Linked DNA regions of Hordeum vulgare: region 1 is linked to region 2. Evidence: chromatin contacts called from public Hi-C data. All regions are on one chromosome and are shown on one strand. Each heading gives the region's core, a stretch centred on a gene start, on an enhancer-like site or on the middle of the called end of the contact. The rest is flanking DNA. Distances are from core to core; before and after follow the strand shown.

Region 1 (5,232 bases), core at 894-3,393, 190 kb before region 2:
ATCAAGCCATCAACTCATTGTGACAGATTCTACCGCATTTTTCACACACATCAAGGGGTTGTACAAATAGTTACATGCTAGTCAAATATTTGTGCATGTCACAAGGGAATATACATACGATTCATTACTACACTATCGTAGGAATCCTTGAAGCCTAGTCAAGGTGCCTCTTGTTTTTTTTTCTCCAAAAGAGGTAAATGAAATGATAACAACTTGCAGCGTCATAGGGAGCACTTCCCTGATTCCCCCGGGATGAAAAGCCTAATGATTATTCTGCATCTGTGGAATGTGAATAAAATTACAGATGTTAAAATCATCATGAAGAAGCTATGCAATCTGTAAAATGAAATACAATGCTTTAAAATGGCCTTATTTTTGTAGGAAAGATCGTTGCAATCAGTGAATTGGTACATAGACATACAAAGACGTGATATTGCCATGCATGATTCAGAAAATTGTGGAGTGCCTTTATAAACTACTTTCTGTATCTTTTATGAGAAGTGGCTTCCGACCAACAGCTGAAAAAAGAACACTATGAGTGCATCACAGGAAAATTATTCAGGCAAGTAACTGCAATACGCATACCTTATTCATTGCTTGGTTTGCCCTGTTTAACTGGACAACTGAGTTATTGGCCTTACGAGGAGCAATATTGATCACAACGTCATCATCCAATTCTTCTTCAGAAGGATCATCTGTTTCTTCCATTTGGAGATCATCCAAATCTTCTTCAGGACTTTCTGTTGTTTCTTCCATTCGCAAATCATTGTCGAAATCAGAGGGTTCTGTCTCGGTATCACAGGGTTTTGCCTCAGCATCAGAGGGGTCTGTCTCAGCATCTCCTTTCTGCACTTCCGACGAATTGATTTGCTCAGTGTCCTTCTCAAAGAGCTTACTCATCACATAATTCATGATGTTGCGCTCCTTCTGAAACGCAACACGATTAAGAACAGCAGCATATTCTTCATTGGCTTTCTCAGGAGGTCCACAGTGCTCCTCACAATCGCAGAAATGAATTGGGTAGGAAGGGATTTCAATATTTCTGAAACTGTATTTGTGCTTTCCACTGCCTTTAAAGGGCAAAGGTTTCGGCTGTAAAAACAGATCCTTGGTTAGGAGAACACATGTCAATGTAATAATTGACATATTAGATAATCATTTCGGTAGGAAATGCACAACTGCTATTTTGATCAATGTACGGCATGATACACTACTCTCTTACCCTTGTCTCTTTTGTCATAACCACAGTTACAAAACAAGATGTTTACCTAATATCTAAAGATGACTTCATATTGAATTGCTATTTCTTATTCAAAACCTGATCTTAGCAATTACACCAGCTTAGTTTGGCTCATATTCCGTTAAAATGAACATGATTCAGGCATCAGGCCAGCCTTATGAAAAAAGCAAGTACGGTGTCATGATCATGCTATTAATCATCATGAGGAATGGCATACTGCTACTTGCATAGTCATAACTATTTGTAGTCTTGCACGAATTAAAGAAACTACAGAATGCACGATTTGAAAGATTCACTAAAATAGTCAAACCAAAGAAGTATGCAACACAGAGAGACAACTCACCTTCCTCAATCTCGGGAAGTAGATGTTAACCTTTGAAGTTTCCAGAGCATGCTTCTCCAGCTTCCGCTTCTCCTTCTCCTCCTGCTTGTCCATATCATCTTTCGCAGGCATTTCTTGAGCAGCTGTCGCCGCCGTCGCGGCTTCCTGCTCCCATTCTCGCTTCAGTCGGACGAGGTAGTGCTCCTTGGCCTTCTCAAGTTTAAGCTTCCCTCCTTTCCATTTGCACCCTTTGTACTACACGCAGATCAACATCGTATCAGAAATCCTCTGTGCAGCCGCAAAACAAGACAGCAAACAGCTATTGGAGGGCCAAAATCTCGTTCATCTCCACTAAAGGCGCTAATTTGGACGAACGGATAGAATCAACAAGCCCCAATCTGCTACTATTAACAAAGATGGTTGGTTGGATGGGGTGGCGGATGCTTACGGTGGAGAAGAGTTTGGCCAGGGCCTTGTGGGAGGGGCATTGGAAGTCGACGTAGGCGAAGCTGCTGCGCGAGAAACGGAAGAATGGATCCCATCCCATCCACCCGTCCCCAACCCTTCCGAAGAACCCAGACGCCGGTCCCACCACCACTCACCTGGATCCGGATACTACCGTCGTTCCCCGCATCCAGCCCATGCGTCGTGGCCACCCTGTGCAGACGCGCTCGATCGGATTGAGCGAGAGAGCCACCTGCTGCACGCTCGCTAACCCGCCACGATCTGGAGTGATATGGAGGATTTTGGATTGTGGATCTGAGGCGTCGCTGTCCCTCGCCTCGCTCACGCCCGCCGTGACGCGTCGTCCGGCGCGACTCCCGGGCCGTTGACCCCGCTCAAAGTAGATCCCCCTCGAAGTCGAGCCGCCGGCGCGCCAGTGACCCCTCCGCCGACGGATCCGTGCGACGAGGGGAGGAGGAGAAGTGGGGAGCCGGGTAGGGGGTAGGAGGAGGGGCGGACTGTGCCGCGCAGCCGACGAGATGCGTCCGAGTGACGCTGCTCAGGGAGGTTTTTTTTTAAGAACGAATCGTTTTCTCCCAATTACAGAAGGACCACGGGCTGAATACCCAGAAGAGGAGGGGCTTTTATGCAAAAGTGCCGACAACGGACGACAGAAGCGCTCCACGCTTTATTATTATTAGGGGAGAAAAGGATGGAACTTAGCGAGTTCACTATTGCTCGCGAACAGGTATTGGTACCTGAAAGAAAAAGATGAGTACAGATAAAGAAAAAAACAGCGATCATTTCTCTCCGTGCCCATTTTTTGCTTGAGGCACCGGGTACCTAAACAACAATTGGATCAATGACAATTTTAAGACAAGGCCTGTAGGCCAAACACCTGCATAAACTGTCAAGCAAGGCAATAATAACCTGGAATTAGAAGTGGCCCATTACTTAACACAGTTGGGGGCAGCATGAGAAGGACATTAGACTCTCGACTCTCTCGGGTGAAGCTTGAGACCATCGTTACAACTCACAACCTGGAGACTGGACCTGGAACGCGTCACGGCAAAAGCAGGGCAAATGTCAGACAGAGGCGCAGAAGCGCTGTGCAGCAGCAGCAGCAGCTCCACGCGGACCTATGGAGTGGTGGAGAAGTTTTTATTTTTTTTAGGGGTAAAACACTTGCTTTATTGATCACTAATACGAGTTACAGGGATAAAAGTAGTATCAAAGGGTTGGACGAGCCACACATGACGTCCCTCCCCCAGATGCAAAGCATGTTTGGCTAAGTGATGAGCTTTCATATTGGATAATCTATTTTCATGAGCAAAGGATATGGCTAGAAAATCATTGTTTCCGTCCTTGATTTCCTTGATGATTGGGACAGTAACACCACAAGATCCTGAGTTAATCTCTTTTACCGCAACTAGGCAATCAGACGCTACTGCTACCTTCTGCAGGAGTAGATCCCTTCCCAAAGACTGTGCTTCACGACATGCTAATGTTTCCAGGATATGAGGGTCAGTTAGTCCATGGAAAACAACAAGTGATGAACCCAGGTAGAGGACTTGATCATCCCGGCATACCGCGCTAACAACGCCTATGGGGGGGGGGGGGGTTGCAGACTACGCCATCGACATTCATCTTGGTCCATCCCGCAGGCGGCGGAATCCATCTTCTGGAGGTAGATTGCACCGGTCTTACATGTGATATTGATCCTTCTGCCTTGGTCACTTTCAATTCAGCTATGAATTTGTTGACAAAGGAGTGGGTTGCCAAAGGGCTTTGGTGTTCTCCTTCATGGATCAATCTCCGTCTCGCAAACCAGAAGCCCATAGCGTGATCGTTATCTTGACCAGCTTCTTCGCTGAAACCGACGATATCATACTGAAGAGACATGACCGTGCGTCTGGTTCAGCTGTAGCTAGCATATGTTCGACTAGTTCCTGATCATGAAGCGTCCAGACACACCGCGTCATTGTACAGCTAAGAAGGGAGTGAAACCAAGAGTCCTCTGCGCCACATATCACACAGGAAGGAGAGGATATTTTGTTTGTTTGAACGGAGTGGAGGGAAGGTAAGCCTGTGAGAAGAAGGGTGGGGGGAAGGGGACAAGATTTGGTCCCCGTTGGGCCGGGCCGGCGCAACGGCTAACAGATGGAACCGTCGGCCAGAGGGTAGAGATCTTCTCTACGCGTGAGCCGTTGCCTGAATTTCAGCCAACTTCCAAGTAGAGATTTTGGTGCTGTCCGCAAAATGCAAACCAAACTGATCGGTAATACACCCCTAAAAAAAAGATCGGGAATACGTTCACTGAATCTAGCAAACGGAGGAAGATAAAATGAATGAAGCATGGTTAATAGTGGTCATTTATAATCATCCATACAATAAGGTTGACTATAACAGTAGTACTTTTTCCACCACTGTATCCCTTTCTTCATATTTATTGTATCTGCCTAGGAGCACACATATATTTAGGCTCTTACATGAAAGCCCACTATTCTCAATTTTTCATGTCTCCTCCAAATAGGCGAAATTATCATGAAACGGGCTATAAGCTTGCTATTGTACTTGCTCTAAAAATACAACGATATAACTTATAAACGAATTGTGTATGGTGCCCTACGCACTACCTACTTTCAGGAACCAGATACAATCCCCTGCAATTCCTCACGTCCACCACCTCTGGTATTACATTATGGGAATATTAACACAAAATGAATGAAAATACACTTTGATTATCTGGTATATGCCGCCTATATACAACAGTCTCGTTGTCGGGATGCAAGTCCAACATTTCTGTGTGTTGTCAGAACCCAAAGGCTCCAGATCATCCCTAAACCTTTTGTTCGCTGGATGGTGAATCCTGGAGTGATCCATTTCAGCAGACAGAAAAAATGTTATTACAAAAACATTAAACAAAATAGTAGAACTGAAGCAGTGCCTGTATTGAGAATTCCCAAGGATAAATTATTCTTGGGAAGATAAAAAAGGGATTTTCAACATCCTTGGGATCATGTAATTTCTACTCCCTCCGTCCCATGATATAAGAGCGTTTTTGACACTAGTGTAGTGTCAAAAACACTCTTATATTACGGGACGGAGGGAGTAGTATTTATTATTTGCATGTTCAGGGCACCGCTGAAATAAAAAAATTAACCCAAGTATAAAACCTGATTGATTTTCAAGCAAAAGAGAGCAACTTACATCAACATGAATCTCC
Region 2 (5,860 bases), core at 868-3,367:
GCGCCTGTATGCAAGGAACATCAAGAACATGGCAGTGGCTGGAGCTTCAAGCAGAGATTGAATCTATTCCTAAAAATGGGCGGAGGCCTAACCTGATGCTTTCGGGTGAAAGAAGCCGACGATGATGGAGTTTGTTGAAGAAGCACGGGAGTCCCGTCGAGCGAAGAGGTTTTCGGCGGCGGCAGAGTTCGTGGTGAATGGCGAGATGGTCGACGGTGATGCAGTGGACGACGACGACGGCGGACGGGTCGGTTGCGGCGCGAGACTGGACGACGGCGAAGGCCTACAGGCGGCACCGAAGCTCCTCGCGTGAAGGCCGAAAGCACGGTCGGCGGCGGATTCCTCGGGGGCGATGAGATTTTCTCACTGCTAAGATGGGGAGGAGGTTGACGAGACTGGTAGGTGGGAAGCACCAGTTCTGTCCCCCCTGGTCTATTTATCAAAGCGGGTGCTGGAATCGAGGCGCCGTGAGCGGGAACCGCCGGGGGATAAAAAGATTCGCTATAAATGCGGGCCGAAGATTTCGGGATAACAATGCGCTAAGATCCGTTGGGATTGTGACCGTCTTCCCGAAAATCGAGGAATAAGAAGAGGCTAATCAGTAATGGTTTGGCGACTTAAAGAATTCTCAGTGCCCAATGGCGGGTGTACAATTTCTGACATATGAAGAAAAATGAGGGATGAATCGCCTTCAATGGAGCAGAGGTATTGGCATGAAAAAGAAAAGTTCAAGTCAATTTGGGGCCTAATGTTGGGGATATTACCTGTGGATGACCCGCCCTAGTTGGGCCGGGTTATCCATTAGGCGATTCACCCAAACATTTAGTTGGGCCTCGTCTTGGCCGAATCAAGGTCGTATGACGGTTTATATCTCCTGGAAGGTCTCCAAGCTTCGGAAGATGGCGACTTAGAGACCACAGGGGTCACGGGTTGTAGGAAGGAAAGTATCCTTGTAAACCCTAGGGGTTCGACCTGTATATAAAGGCGAGTCCCAGGGGACGGAAGGGGGAGGTTAGAAATCATCGAGTGCTAGGTTCGGCGAGTTACGCCCTCCTTGTAATCGAAACCATATCAATACACACCAAAGCAGGACGTAGGCTTTTACCTCCTCACGAGGGGCCGAACCTGGGTAAATCGTCGTGTCTCTCCCGCTTAACTCCTTTGAGTCGCCACCAAGGTGCGATGGCTCCAGTATTAAGTCCTTTCACGAGGACATATGCCGTGACAAAACCACGACAGATGCCGTCACCACCGCAGAAGGGGAGCCTCGAGTCCCGCAAAACGAGTGGGCATCGAGTAGGGCCCTCCCCCTCTAACACCGCCCCCGCCCATGTCCATGACCTCTGTGACGTTCTCGACCGTAAGGGGGCAACCCTCACTTGCGAGGGGGGGGGGGGGGGGCGCTGGCACGTGGTGCCCGATGCATCTTTCCACCAGGACCGATCTCATGGACTGCCACTATGTTGAGGACCTCGTCAAGAGCACACACATGGTCCTCCATGAATTTTAGATTTTTTTGAATTGATGATCATATTTACAAATTTGTGAGCATTTGTAAAATTATGTGTTCTTTAAAATTTGTGAATATATTTACAAAATCACGATTTATGTCAATTTGTGAACATTTCTTTGAATAAACAAACATTTTCCAAATCCATTACATTTTTTAAATTTAGTGAACATTTGTAAAATCTGTAAACATTTTTAAATTTATATACTTTTTTTAAAACATGAAAAATTATAGTATCCATTTATATTTCCAATTTACACTTTAATGTAAAAAATTGAATTTTTTTGCTTGGTAAGTACTCCATTCGTTCCTAAATATAAGTCTTTTTAAAAGTTTTATTATGGGTATATATACATATTTTAAAATATAGATTCATTCATCTTGCTTCGTATGTGTTCGGTTAAGTGAAATATCTAAAAAGGTTTATATTTAAGAACGGAGGGATACTCAGTTTTTTTTAGGTAGTTGTTGTTCTTTTTAACCGGTGTGAGAGCGACCAGGAAAGCGCTATTGGGCCGCGGGCCGCCTACCGTGCGCGCGAGCGCCAGCAACCAATTCCGGCGCCTCAAGCGCCTTCGACAATCGCTCAGCCTCCAGTTTCCAGCTCCCGCATCCCCCAGCCTACAGAAACGGAGACGGAGCGCGCGGCTGGCCGAATCACCTCCCCACCGCCCCTCCGCCGGCCATCTTCCCACCGCGCGCCCGAATGCGCTGCCGCCACTTCCTAAACCCCCTCCTCTCTCCCCTCTCCTTCGCAAAACCCCCTTCCCGCCCCCTTGCCAGCCGCGCCCGCGCCGTGGCCCAGCCGCCCGCCCAGGCCCAGCGCCGCGCCGCCCTCGCCGAGCCCGACGTCGGCATCTCCCGGTTCGCCTCCTCACTCCCCGGCTTCCGCGGCGTCCTCAAGCAGCGCTACTCCGACTTCGTCGTCCACGAGGTCGCCCGCGACGGCACCCTCGTCCGCCTCACCTCCTTCGACCTCCCCGACGAGGTTTGCCTCTCGAGCTCCCTGTTGCTTCCACCCCGCATTGCGGTTTTCCGGATTCAGGAACCGTGGTCTGATGCCATGGTTTCGGCTTGGTGCGGATTCGCAGCGTGCAGATACGGATGACGAGGCCAACGCGGACCTCCCGCATGCACTGGATTCATTCCGGCTGCTCTGCGGTGACGCTGATGCTGAGGCGTTGAGGGGATTTCTGTCGAGGGTTTCAGAGGGTGATAGTAATGTCTCACCGATCATTCTCTCCCCTGACGCTGATAAGGCTCATCGCTTGGTGGGTTTGATTTTCCCGATATTGTGGTTAACTGGTTATGGTGGAAACTTGGATTTGAACTTGTCAAGTATTCGACATTTTCTAGGAGGTGCATGACTTCTTCAAGAGGAACTTCATCTTCTTGGTGACGGACACCGTTGAGCACAGCGATGGGGTCCAGAGGTGTATTAGGGTGCGGTTGAGGTCAGGGCCACGTGGCCGGAGGAATGTTGGTGAGAAAGCGAGCAATAGGACGGGCATAGGAAGTTCTGAACCTTCAGGCTGGAGAGATGACATGCCATTTGATAGTAGAGGATCTATAACCTGGCCTTACCATCTTGGGAAGTTTCTCAGGTGATGGCATTACATATCATCCCATCATTTTTAATCTATGATATTTTAGTATTCATGCATAAGGATGCATAGGACTGCACATTTAGGTTGTAATTCATTCTACAGGTTTCATCTCTACAAAGAGAACAAGGACACCCAGGAGGCACTAAGAGTTATAGGAAAAATGTTAGGGCTTCAGGTGCCTGTTTGCCATTGTTTTCATTAAAATATTTGCAACTTCTTTTTTTGAGTTGCTGAATGTATTCACATATTCTCAAATTACTTGTATTATCCACAGCCACGATCTTTTAGGATTGCAGGGACAAAGGATAAACGTGCCATTACAACCCAACAGGTCCTTATTTTCCACAGTAATTTATGCTGTCAATTCATGCACGTATCAACCTTTTGAATTTATTTTCATTTATTTATTTGGGCAATATGATTTGTGATTCAATATAAAAAGCATGGTGTCAAAATGGGAAGTATAATATTTTTCTCCGAAAAAAAGACGATACTTTTGACTATTGCAGCCACAAGGAAAATTGGATGATATAGTTTCAAAAGACAAATATTTTAGTTTTCCTTGGGTTTATGAATTTTTATTCTCTTCCTTCTCATCAGGTAACACTTTTCAAGGTACATGCTAGTAGGTTGGCTGCTCTAAATAATAAACTCACTGGCATTAAAGTTGGAGATTTTAAGTAAGTGGTTATGTGTATCATCTCCTGTGTACAACATTGATTTATGTCATTGATAATTCAGTAGCTGATTACCTTTTTCTAGTTATGTGAAGGAGGGCCTTGTTCTTGGTCAACTCATGGGAAACCGATTTACAATTACCTTAAGGTGCATGTTTTCTTTGTGATGGCACTATACATCAATGCTATAATGAATTTGTTTGACCTTCTGCAATACAAATGGTGCACACAGTCTGTGACACACGCTGTAACATAAGTATGGTGGCTATGCCGTGTCACAATTTTATGCTAAAATTCACGATGGTTACAATTTACTATTATCTTAGATTCCTGTCATGGCCTTATTGTTTTTATTTTCAACTACAGAGTGATTGGAGAATTCATGCTTTCCATTGCTGTTATCTGTCAGGAGTGTTATCGCAGAATCAGAAGACGTGATTAAGGCAGCTGTCGATGGATTGATAAAAAGTGGATTTATCAATTACTATGGTCTACAGGTACAAGAAACATACCGTCTTATTTCTTTTATCTATGCTTCAAGCTTTCTTGCCACTATTCTCTGACGTAAAATTATTTGTATTCTGTTTCTAGCGTTTTGGTAGTGCTTCAGTACCAACTCATCTCGTTGGTGCTGCTTTGCTGAGAGGAGAGTGGAGAAGTGCTGTTAGCTTGATTCTTGATCCAAGGGAAGGAGATATCCTTGATTATTTTTGCTGTTTTACAACTAGAAACTTTAAGATGTAGTGCTCGAAGTTGTTCAGCTTAACTTAGCTGCGTACAGTATGATGACATGAATGGGGTAAGGGAACATTATAAGGAACATGGTGATATTGATGTGGCTATTAGGAATTTTCCTCGGCGTCTCATAGCAGAGAGGGCCATCGTAAGTGTATTCCGTCTTCCTTTTCTTGGATTATATGTCGTTACATCTGAGCGCTTTTATTGTCCTATCACATTTGCTGGTTATCGTTGTAATGTTCTGGCTGATTTTTGGTGCTTATAAAGTCTATTTATCCGTAGCAAGTGAGATCGATGTATCTAGAAAATGTTGAATCTGTGATATGAGGACTTGTGATGCTATGGACCAACAGAAAACAAGATGATGTCACAGAATGATAATGCAAGCTTATATATTAGTCTATCTGGTGCCCAGAATTTGACATTGACTTGATTTTAGTAGATGTTGTATGAAGTGTAACTACAAAATGGAGAAAACTTACCAACTTATGCTGGATGAGGTTATAAACTAGAAATTATTACATTGATGTCTTGATTCAAATATATTAATTACTAAATACTCCCTCCGCCCCAAAATAATTGTCTTAACTTTGTACTAGCTTTAGTATAAAGTTGTACTAAGTTTGAGACATTTATTTTGGGACGGAGGGAGTAAGTTATAACAAGGAATGTAGTTTTCCTATTCTCTGTTTTATCATTTTAATTTGACAATAAAACTCTTATATCTGTGCTTTCTGTCATTTTCAGCTTCAGCGTTTGAAGAAGTACCCTGGCAACTATCTACAAGCACTAATGGCTATACCTAGAACACTGAGACTGATGTATGTTCTATACTTCTAGTGCATGCTCTAAGTTTTAGTACGTCTCATGATGTTAAATTGGAATACAGCATCTGTGATGGCCGTAGAGTTATTTCCTTGAGAATCCACCATGCCTGCAGTAGTTACTCTTTTCTGGGGGGCAGAACTTTGGCTCCTGTGAGCACATGCTCCTGGGCGAACAGTAAAAACTTAAACAATATGTAAATAATAAAAGCCATCTGTTCTTTTTTGGCAATATACATGTTCATGTCTTCTATCATCTTACAAAGTTCAATGAAAAAATGACATACATTTTGCTCTAAATAAGAAAGAAAGAAAAGAAAACCTGGTGCTCTAAAAAGGCAATTTTTAAGCGCCAAATATGTTTCTCGGTACAGGCCACAAAACCAGTGTTTCTCCTCATGAAAAGTTCATGTATATATAGGGCATGGACATGTAAATGTTTTCTTTCTTCAGTTTTTATATATCAAGATTGTCATTTATCACCCCCGGAGCATATGCTCTTGG

Evidence for each region. A called contact is a pair of places that touch in the nucleus more often than the background predicts.
Region 1: a Hi-C map of leaf shows a contact between it and region 2, with 3 times the contacts expected there. The contact joins the promoter of LOC123444538 here to the promoter of LOC123444534 in region 2. A contact is called at or near these places in 5 of 6 Hi-C or Micro-C datasets (leaf, seedling and an unstated tissue) and 1 of 1 datasets of contacts at active chromatin or transcription factors (embryo).

Annotation. Positions count from the first base shown.
Region 1 is chr3H:506,529,196-506,534,427 of MorexV3_pseudomolecules_assembly, reverse strand. LOC123444538 (protein REPRESSOR OF SILENCING 3-like) reads right to left here and starts at 2,143. Exons shown (of 3, transcript XM_045121290.1): 1 at 2,011-2,143; 2 at 1,584-1,817; 3 at 1-1,092. The coding sequence starts at 2,109. The coding sequence ends at 559. It overlaps LOC123444536 (dymeclin), which reads right to left. Exons shown (of 18, transcript XM_045121286.1): 17 at 5,217-5,232; 18 at 4,422-4,875. The coding sequence ends at 4,846.
Region 2 is chr3H:506,343,438-506,349,297 of MorexV3_pseudomolecules_assembly, reverse strand. It overlaps LOC123444534 (pseudouridylate synthase 7 homolog), which reads left to right and starts at 2,117. Exons shown (of 19, transcript XM_045121280.1): 1 at 2,117-2,498; 2 at 2,602-2,781; 3 at 2,867-3,114; 4 at 3,220-3,292; 5 at 3,392-3,448; 6 at 3,718-3,797; 7 at 3,880-3,942; 8 at 4,204-4,291; 9 at 4,386-4,488; 10 at 4,574-4,677; 11 at 5,280-5,353. The coding sequence starts at 2,217.